2 separate regions of the Triticum aestivum genome follow, and region 2 is linked to region 1. A link is a contact called in public Hi-C data. All regions are on one chromosome and are shown on one strand. The core of a region is the stretch at or near the end of the contact, and the rest is flanking DNA. Distances in the headings are between cores, read along the strand shown. Region 1 holds the start of LOC123110459 (serine/threonine-protein kinase Nek2). Region 2 holds the start of LOC123110460 (serine/threonine-protein phosphatase 5).

Region 1 (5,544 bases), core at 52-2,551:
TACCAAACAACTCCACACACAAAAAAAATATGCTCAGAGTGGAAAAAAGGTAGTATTGTCCAGAGAAAACAAATCAAAATGGATGGCAAAGTTGCCAATACTCCAAGAGATATATCTTGGGGTTAGGGGGAAGGAGAAGACCAAAAGCGTGAGCTCACATGAAAACATAAGAAAAGACAAGTGATCCGTAATTACGGATGCAAAAGCAAAGCACCCGGTGACAAAACCTGCCGACAGCCCCACTAAGGCCTCCTTTGGTTCAGAGGAATTTTGTAGGAATTTCATAGGATAGGATTTCTATAGGAAAAATTCCTTTAGAGCCCTTTGGTTTGTAGGAATGGAATCCTATTCCTATGGAGGAATTCTTCCTATCCTCCACATTTCATAGGAAAATAAACATTAGCCTAGACTCAATGGAAAAAATCCTATGATGTGAATCAAAAGGCATCTCCTTTCCTATTCCTACTCATAGGATTTGAAATACATGTCATCTCATTTCCTATGACTTACCTATTCCTACGATTTTCCTACCCTATGAACCAAAGAAGGCCTAAACTGTTCTGAAAAAAGAAAAGAAAGAGGAAACGGTGGAGCTCTGGGCCGAAATGTCAAATCGGAACTCAAGGAGCAAATCAGAATTCAAGACGCGGGGGGAGAAAAATAATCAGCCCCGGGTCCAAGCTCCACCAACTCCGAATCAAAGCCACCCCAATGATTTGTTTTTCCTTTTAAAATCAACGAACGAATCCCAAATGCCAACTCCATGAGCGCATCAAAAATGGATGCGAAATGGCGGCGCACAGCGCGGCTCTCGATCCACCCCAAGGAACCAAGAACACAGCCCAGCTGCACACAGAAAAGAGCAGAGGGGAAAAACGGAAGAACAATCCAATCTAATCCGAGCTCGGAGGCTGAAATGCCGGCTCCAAGAACCCCGCCGCGGCCGGCGGAGAGGGCGCCGGACGGGAGGGGGCAGGGCGCGGTGGACTTACGGGGTCACGCGCGCAGATCTCGCCGCATTTGATCGGGGACGGAGGCGGGGGGGAGCGGCTGCGATTTGAAGGGGCGGCGGCGGGGAGGAGGAGAGAGAAAGATGGGGTTTTGGCTTGGGGTGGGTTCAACTTCAAACTCGGCGAGAGCCCCGCCCGCCCGCTCGCTGCCGCTTTCCAATCCCCCAAAGCTTATATAGCCCAAAGGTAAAGGGAGGAGGAGGAGGAGGAGAGCTAGGGGAGAAGCCTCCCCGAGGAGAGAGAAAGAGAACAGGGCTAGAGAGAGAGAGAGAGGGAGAGGGGTGTGAACTGGGAAGGCGATGGCAGTGAAGAAGAAAATGTGATGACTGATGAGAGAGAGGGTGGGGGATAGGGAGGGGGGTGTGGGCCCTCCTGGTATGGTCAACTTGGGTGTGTGTTTTTTATATTTTTGGAGGGTGTATTTTTTAGTTTCTTGGATTGCATCCATGATATGATGAGAAACAAAAAGGAGGCATTAGTGTGAGTGCTTATGGGCTGATGGCATCTTTGCTACTCCATCATACTCCCTCCGTCTAGTCTAGTCTATGTCAAAAACACTTTTATATTATGAAACAGAGAGAGTAGTAAATAGTAATGGACACTCACAAAGCATTTGAAAGCAAAGCTTCCAAACAAATTTTTTTGAGAATTTCAAACAAAATTTTACTACACAATTTCAAGAAAGCCATCTATTTACAACAAAATGGATATGCATACGAGAGATCGCATCCTTCTTGTACGACACTAATCCAAATCGAACTGGTTGAAAAAATGGAATAATCATGTGTGCAGGTGGTTCGTGGTACATGGGTCATATTGAACCCGTAGTACTATTTAGCTAGATGTAGAGCAGTTTGCATCGACTACGCATATCTTTCGTAGTAGCAGTATTTTCTTGGAAGATATGCCTCCAAATCTACAATCTTTTTTAGTAACACTAGGGTGTATAGGGTTGGGGCTCACACTACAGGAAAAGCATTTTCTTGTGAAAAGGACATAATTTGAAGAGGAACTTACCATGGTTATCTATTGGGTAACTAGCAATCATTGATTGATTGTTATATTGGAATTGTCTCTTGTAGTATCTATGGGATTAGTATAATCAAACGTCAAAAAAATAAGGATAAACTGGACTTGCTATAATTTGAACAAAACAACATATATAAAGAATTCTACTCCCTCGGTTTGTCGACAGCTGACATTTATGCATTGACATAGTCTTCGATATGCATCTTTGATCATTAATTTGTAGGCATTTGAAAACATGTTTAATGACAAAACTAATAATGTTGCATTATTTTACGGATGAAAATACTTTTGTGTCAAAGTTTTAAAACTTTAACTACACAATTTCTGGAAAGCCATCTATTTACATACACATGTGATAGTACTATTTAGCTAGACGTGGAGTAGTAGTAGTTTGCATCGACCCTACATTTCTTTCATATTTTCTTAGAAGATGCCCAACTATAACCATTTTTAATGACACTAGAGTGTGTAAGGTTGGGCCTCACACTACAGAAGAATCATTTTCTTATGTAGCCAATACTACTAACACAACTTGAACTATTGTGCAATTAGTCCACAACATCTTTATACCTTCATTTTCAATAAGAGGGACTTAATAGGAAGGGTTATATGTAGGTCAACCAGCAAGTCTTACTCTTCTAACTATGTTCTAAATTTCTAATCATGGATTTGATGGATTTACTAGCTCCTGGTCGATTGAGCAATAGTCACTCTCAGCTTTCTTTTGCTTTTCTAAAATATATTGTATAAATATATGTATCACAAGCCGTTGTAATAAAAATATATGTGTCAAGGCCATTGGATGCAGCCTTCGTTGGCATCTTGTGAACTCAACTTCAAATTTAACCAATAATGGACCCAGGATACGTGGATGATATGATAGAAAGGTCATGCAAGAATCTCGGTACCAAAGGAATCATCAGACGGATGAAAAGCAAATATTCAAAGCCCCTTCAGGTTGCAAAAATAAATAAATAAATAAATAAATGTAGAATGAAGAACGCTGGAGTTTAACATTTAGTTTTCACTACAAAAGGTTTTGTTAGTCTTACCGGCCCATCCTTCTCGGTCTCTGCGTATGAATACATAAAGAACCACTATAACCATCACCCAATAGGAATATCGTCCATAAACACAAACAATGAAAAAAAACAGGGTGTAGCGTGTTAGAATAAATGGGTTGGCCATGAAGATTTTCTAAAATTTCTAATGTAAATCTCAAAGGCCCATGTATAAATGGCAAGTGAAGCTGCAAGCTTCAGTCTCACCCCAAAAGTGAAGGAGACATGAGACCAACTTAAATATAGTCTCCCCACGACACTAAGTGATGAGTATGAGGAGAGAGATAGAGAACACCGCATGCGGTTGATCATCTCGCCTGGTCTCGCCGGGGTGAAGGGCGTGGGCATGTGAAAAAATCGGTTTGTAACCTTGCATGTACGTAGTTTCTTTTTGTCGCTTTACTTTTTTGGTTTCTTGGTAAACAAGTTGGTTGTTTTCTTGTCCGGTAAGTTTACAGCTACAAAACTAAGTCTATTTGAGATCATAATCGCTACACGATACCGCGTGGGTCTATATATAACGACTTACCAGCCACAGCCAAAAATACACTAAAACAAGCTAGGGTTTGCCTCTTCTCACTATTTGTGTCGTCATCGTAGACTACTCCATCCCAAATGCCAACATGCATTGGCGAGTAGGAGTGCATGTATCTGGTACCTCTTGTCCTTATGATCCTGCATCAGGAGAGGATGAATTATGTTTCGGGGAAGCACTACGTGCAACTGCTCAAGTTCGTCACCACGGGTCGTCTTCCACCAAGCCTGTTGGTGTCGCGTACCGATGACTTCAGACATTCAGATCAATGTTATGCTATAATTTTCCAAAACAATCAAATGATAAATTCAAGTTGTTTTGAGGCATGTTGAGGACGTGGATGAATTTATATAAATCCCATGATACAAATCGAATTTTGACATGGGTTAGGAGCAAATTTTCCAAACTGGCCTTGCTAATGTTATGTTGCAATTTTCTCAAATAATCAAACCTCGGGATACAACAAATAGATGGACTGGACTTGCTATTATTTGAACAAAACAATAAAATGAAAGAACTCTACTCTCTTAGTTCGTCGGCGGGTGCCTTGGGCATTGACATAATCTCCGATATGCACCTTTGACCAATATTTAAACAAGTTCAGAAATATTTCTGCAATGACAAATCTATTGATGTTGCTTTCATCTTACCAGTCACGAAAATGTAAACGCTAGTGGTTAAAGTTAAAAAAACTACACAATTTCAAGAAAATCATAAATTTACAACGGAATAGCTCAGACTACATCTGATTCTTGTACAATACTAATTCAAACCGAACTGGTTAAAGAAAGGAACAAGCTTGTGGTGGAGATGGTTTGTCATACCGAGGACCGTATTGAAACTGTATGCATAGCATCTTGTGTTATTATTTTTTGCGGAAAAAATTCCAATCTATCCATCATCAATCATGATAGTACAACGAATACCAAAAATAATAAAACTACAACCAGATCCATAGACCACCTAGCGACGACTACAAGCACTAAAGTAAGCCGAAGGCACGCCGCCGTCATCACCCCTTCCTCAATAGAGTCGGGCAAAACTTGTCGTAGTAGACAATTGGAAAGTCATCGTGCTAAGGCCCTAAAGGACCAGCGCACCAGAACAACAAACACCGCCGTTGAAGAGAAGGTTGGATCGGAAGGATCCAAGCAGACACACAAACACACAAGAACAAGGACCTGATCCACGTGGATCCACCGAAGATGAACACCTCACCGAATCCGGTGAGATCCGTCAGAGACAAATCTTCACACACCCTCCGATGACGCTAGAAGCACCACCAAGACGGGGGCTAGATGGGGAGAAATTTATTCCATCTTTAGAGAGCCGCCACCGTCTCGTCACTCTGAGCAGGACACAACCACTAAAAAACTCAAAAAATCATCAAAAACGAATCCCTCCCACCAGCAAGCGTCGAGATCCACCACGCCTCCATGGCCCTTTCAGCCCTCCGTCGCACTCACACGGGATGTCACAAGAGCTCATATCGTGAGTAGTCTAAATCTTGGCCACGCTCATTCTCGATGATCATGTTGTGCATGATCACACAAGCGTGCATGATGTACCAAAGCATTTTTTTGATCCCAAAATCTAGCCGGTCCTCTCACAATAGCAAATTGGGCTTGCAAAATCCCAAATGCTCTCTTCACATCTTTTCTAGCTGCCGCCTGAGCATTGTGGAAATCAAGATTTTTCTTACCTTCCGGCTTTTTCAACGGCTTCATGAAGGTTTGCCACTTTGGATAGATGCCATCCGCTAGATAATAGCCATAGTTGTACGTACGACCATTTTCTACAAACTGCACCGGTGGCAACTCACCATTTGCAATCTTATTCATCAGTGGTGACCGGTTGACAACATTGATGTCATTCAAAGATCCAGGCATTCCAAAGAATGCATGCCAAA
Region 2 (5,588 bases), core at 1,137-3,636, 270 kb after region 1:
TAGGAGCAAAATAAATGACAGAAGGTGAAGCAGAGTGCAATTTGGCATTTCTATACCTTCTCCCACTCTGGTTTCAGTTTTATTGTCGTCTCAGCATCAGCAAGTGCCTTATTAAGCTTAACCAGCTGCAGAAATGCAGCAGCTCGGTTGCTGGCAGTGATTTAAATAAAAAGGATATCAGAAGTTTCCAAAAAGTTTATTTCAATAAAAGCAATACATCACAACTCTTCAACTTAATGCCTGCTTTTTACTACTTGAAAGTTGGCTTGGCTCTCAGACCATTTTCTTTTTCTTTTGAGATTTCAGACCAATTAATTTGACACCTGCTTAGCAGCATAGATACCCTCAAGTTGCCGTTGCCAAATTTTGACAGCTTTAAGAAGACAACACAATCATTCTTAACTATATTTTTGGCTAGCAAATAAGGCCTCCCAAATCGTTTGATTATTGTAAGCCTAGAAAAACATTGTCGATAATAGATTCCAACTTAACTTCTCAAATAGAATTTACCGAATGATTTGTTTAGAACACATTGCATAATTGATTGCTTCCTTGATCTATATACGCAATAACAGATCCTCCTCGCTTCCCTCTATGTAGTTCCATTGCCTGCCCCTCATGATTGGATGGTTTAGGATTCAGTATCTCTACCTGACGGCTGGGAGAATATCTGGTGCACTAGGTGACCCAGTCTCAATTGGCATCCTTTAAAGTTTCAAAAAATTCTGAAAACTATATACATGACATAGATAATATTGGTACCTAACATGTCACAAAATTTCAAATCAACATTCATAACACAGGTCAAGATTTCCTTTTGACAAATTCAACTCTGAATAGTACCTAATGTAAGGCTTTAAAAATGGCCTATTATCAATATTGGTACCAAATTTATTAGTTTTGTTTTCTGAGTTATGTTGTGAATTTCTGTCAATAATAGATTCCAACTTAACTTCTCAAATAGAATTACCGAATGATTTGTCTAGCACACATCACATCACATGATTGCTTGCTTCCTTAATCTATATGCAATATCAAATCATCCTCATTTCTTTCAATGTAGTTTCATTGCCCGCCCCTCGTGATTGGATGGTTTAGGATTCAGTCTCTCGCCTGAGGGCTGAGGTGCTGACTGCCTAAATCAGTTAGTGGGGTTGCTTAACTTTCTTCCACACTCATTCTCACCGGTCATCATGTGCCTCATATAGTCATATTTCAATCTATGTCAAACAGGCAAAGTGTGGGTTTATGATAGAATCAACAACACTGCTTCCACAACAACAACACCATGTAAGGTATACCCTAATCATAACCGGCTATGCGAAGTAAGAAATCTTAGAATACTTATACATAACAACTGAAGAAGTCGCCTCTTTTTGCTTCGAGCAGAAAGTACTGGGCCTAGAAGGTTTTCCTACACTTGGGAATATTAGTTGCATCCAGAAGTAAATCTTCACGAGGCAATGATAGAAATAATATTTTCTCTGTCTTGGATCGTATAACAGGCACTTTGGAAAGGGTTTGTCTTGTCACATGTGCGCTAAACCTGACGCATGGTAGAGCACAGCAAACACTGTGCATCGATGGGCTATATCGCAGAAATGTGAATAATCGCTAACATCAGATTATTGGAAGCATACAAGCTTAATTTCCAGTGGCATAGAAACAACACCACGGAAGGCTTATTAGCTGTTAATGTAGTTTCAACACCAATACAGCTATTTATAAGTCTAAAGCTCTGGAACTTAGGCCTCCTTTGGTCCATAGGATAGGAATGTTATAGGAATTGGAAATGAGATGGCATGTGTCTCAATTCCTATAGGAAAAAAGATGCCATTTATTTCACAGGATTGAAATTTGCAATGCTCGCCAGGCGGCAACACGGCGACACACAAATCAAACCTCAGGGCACATGGATCCCAAAGCCTAAATCCACAACACCGCAACATATGTGCTAACGCCGCGCATTTCCTCATTCCATCTGACCAGCTGACCAAACAAGCGCACGCACGATCTCAAGACATCTCCCCCCGAAGAGATCGATCAGAGCAGTAGGGTTTCGCGCACTGAACGAGCGGAGATGGGAAGGGAGGGAGAGGGGGCACCTGTAGAGGGTGGGATTGTCGGAGTCGAGCTTGATGGCCTGCGTGTAGAGCGCGGCGGCCTTGAGGTAGTTCCCGGACTTGAAGTGCTCGTTCCCCTGGTCCTTCAGCTCCGCCGCCCGTCCACCGCCTCCGTCCGCCATCGCCACCGCCGCCGCCGCCGAGGGTTACAGGGGTTAGGGTTTTGGGGTCGCGAGCTCCTCGTCTTCTTTCAGTTTTTGGTCCTCCTTTCTTTTCCTCGGCCAAGAAAGCACGTGTCTAGTTTTGCCTCTCTTTTTTTCATTTTCTAACACATACACACGCATACATCGAAAGTGTACACTGGGTGCGAACCAACCTGTGGTTGGATTGTTAGAGGGACTGTGGTATCTCCAGCACGCCAGGGTTCAAATACTGGTGCTCGCATTTATTTCTAGATTTATTTCAAGATTTCCGGCGATGCGTATTCAGTGGGAGGAGACGTTCCCGGCGACAACGAGGTGCCTACGGTGACTTCGTAATTTTCAAGATGATATGTCGGTTCGGTCTTTCGGAGGTGCTCATAGGGGTAGGGTGTGCGTGTGTGCGTTCATAGGGATGAGTGTATGCGCGTGTATATGAGCGCTTGTGTCTGTACTGATGTTCAAAAAAGAAATGTACATTGGGTAGCAAGTAGCCATGGAGCTGCAAATTTTGAACTGGATTCAAATTGCAAGCTTCTTTTATATTACTTTGTCCGTTGACTCCGTTCAAACTTAGGAGATGTATTTGGTTTATCAAGTTTAGTATCGACTACCAAGTACTGGTACGACTCGGAACAATGTGCATCATAAGCATCACTGCCGCACAAGTCACAACGATAGAAACCGGCATCGCTGCCGATATCCATTCCATCACACGGGGAATTCGTAAAAGGGGGTGAAGGTCTTCCAAAGCTACGTCCCAAAAAGTAGGGACGTGGGACAAGACGGCATCATTCAATCTGATGAATTGGATCATAGGGTTTCACCTGAAAACCACAGGGATGCCGCCACCGCATCTCGAGCCAGCAATGAGACCTCCAAGGGAGAGATGACCTCGGTGCAAGGATTTTGCGCCCCTTGGTCGAGTCAACGGTTTAGAACTTGAGATCCTAGGCCAAACTACCGACAGACCAGGGCAATAAATGTGTGAAATTTGTTTTTTCATGTGCTGTTCTTCACATAAAGATTATTAGCTATTTGCCTGCCTCATGTGACTTCTGAGTGAAACGGGTTGTTTGTGATAAGACAAACAAGTCGGCGGTTAATCTGATTTGTTGTAGTGTTAGTAGCTGTGATTATTGCTACTCGCTCCAATCTATATCAATTGTCACTGATTTTATATTCCCTCCGTTCCAAATTACTCGTCTCTGGAATGGATGTATCTAAAACTAGAATACATCTAGATACATCCATACGTGCGACAAATAATTCGGAACGGAGGGAGTACTTGTTTCTATGCACTATGTACGCGAGGGAACTGGACAATGTGTTCTCTCTTCTGAGCTTTTGTTATCCTCCTGAGTCAAACAACGCCAAGCACTTTCACCGGATCATTCTTCTTTTTCTCTGCTTCAAGATCCTATGTGGACTTTGCATCTTGGCTGGTGAGACCCATTCAGGCATAACAAATGGTGGATGCAACCATTGAGGCCAAACACTGCATATAGCCCGCAATCATTCTTATCAACAAAACCTGCCTAGGGCCTACGGGTCATCAACTTTTTTTCTCGGAGAAGAAACAATGACGTGGCATGAGCCATGAGTCGACGCCAGTTTCAGATGAGAGATCTTCATTATCTGCGAACAAATATCTCACGAACTTTTTCAGATGACAACAAATGGGCACTCCATTGTTTGGTAAATAACTAGAATAAAGCACCCGCGTCTACATTTTTTTCCCTAGGCTTATCAACACATTGCCACCACATATCATATATGCTGAGTACATCACACATAGACAAAGTTATAAATGCTAGCATGTTCACAGATTTGCACTTCAGAGTCTTGTTAATTACATCACACACAGGACGATTTACATAAAGAAGACATATTCACAAATTTGCGTTCGTAAGTTAGAAAGTATCCAACGGGGAAATAAAGTACGTGTGGGCATTTGTCCATTATTTCCACGTTATGCTGTAAATCTATCGCATTCGTCTCCTCTTACCATTCAGTCTCTGCTTGACATCTGTTGTTAATAGTCTGCTGCGGCTGGTGAAGATCAAATAAAAGAATGGAGGTCAGCAGTGGCCATTGCAAGAGCATGTTATTATGCGATGGAATCATGTCAACAGCCAGACACCATCACCAAACTCACCCTATACAAACAAGAAGTGGTCATCGCCAATATTGAGCCCATCTATGGATGGTCTCAACCATTTGAGGGAACAATGCGCTGACACTATCGTTGATAAGACCCTGGAAGAAATGTATAGCCTCCTCATCGTCCAGATCCAGCCGGAATTTCTCCTGAACCTGACGATGCACACCGCAAAAGGAGGAAACGACATGTGATTATACGCTGCTCTGCTCTTTGTGAACAAAAAAATCCACTCATAAAACCAATTTAATTACCTTAAGCGTTGCATTTTCCTCGGCAGAGATATCTGGAATACTTGATCTTTCCATCAACGTGAAGAGATTCAATATAAGGCTGCTGTTATTCCTTAAAATGTTGTATGCTTCACAGCAGTAGGACTTGAATCTTGTGTAGTATTGGCTGAAATCCAAAAGGCAAGTTACAGCAATTCAAAGAGCTGTAGCAAATGGATAATAATTCAAGTATTGACAGAACGGATCAACAAATTACCTTTCTGTGCCACCCATGGCCTCGACCATTTCTTTACATAGTTTCATTGGAGGTGGAAATGGCTTTGGATCTCGACCCAGAATAAAACCAAAGTCCACATGGAAAAGGCACCCGTCATCTCTTATAAGAAGATTATCTAGATGCCTAGAGAGAAATAGAGAGGGAGGGGAAATCAGCAATTTGTTATTCCTCACAAACTGCATATAGCTCATGTAGACAAATGGACTGGAAAAAAAGAACTGGATGCCATTGTCAGCCAACCAGACCCTTGCTATTGATAAAAATTTCTATAGAAATACCCCGACAATAGACAGATTTACAAGAATGAGGAGAATTCCATCTTGTTGACGCTATAAATCAGAATATCAGTCACAATTAATAAACACCTAGTTGAGCTATATAATCCTTACAAAATGGTACACGAAAAACAACCATTTTCATCACTGAACAGTAATCAAGAGAAATAAAAATGAAGCGGGGCACTCGAATAAATTATGTTTCCTCTAGATGAAAATGAATGGAGTTGAACATGCAGCATCACAGTTGAAGATTGCTGAATGTACAGAAAACTGAAACAAATGCTTCTGTATATTCATTTCTAAGCATAAAGGATTAGCTATCCTAATTCTTATACAGATACGGAGTACTTAAAAAGAGAAGGCACCAACCTGTCTC

Evidence for each region. Hi-C and Micro-C count contacts between places; a contact is called where the count stands out from the background.
Region 2: a contact with region 1 is called in a Hi-C map of leaf, with 5 times the contacts expected there. The contact joins the promoter of LOC123110460 here to the promoter of LOC123110459 in region 1. A contact is called at or near these places in 2 of 5 Hi-C or Micro-C datasets (leaf and an unstated tissue) and 1 of 1 datasets of contacts at active chromatin or transcription factors (leaf).

Annotation. Positions count from the first base shown.
Region 1 is chr5B:70,577,507-70,583,050 of IWGSC CS RefSeq v2.1, forward strand. It overlaps LOC123110459 (serine/threonine-protein kinase Nek2), which reads right to left and starts at 1,302. Exons shown (of 15, transcript XM_044530984.1): 1 at 993-1,302.
Region 2 is chr5B:70,844,727-70,850,314 of IWGSC CS RefSeq v2.1, forward strand. LOC123110460 (serine/threonine-protein phosphatase 5) reads right to left here and starts at 2,387. Exons shown (of 8, transcript XM_044530985.1): 1 at 2,106-2,387; 2 at 57-150. The coding sequence starts at 2,245. LOC123110461 (phosphatidylinositol 3-kinase, root isoform) reads right to left here. Exons shown (of 19, transcript XM_044530986.1): 15 at 5,582-5,588; 16 at 4,914-5,057; 17 at 4,679-4,823; 18 at 4,422-4,579; 19 at 4,071-4,315. The coding sequence ends at 4,442.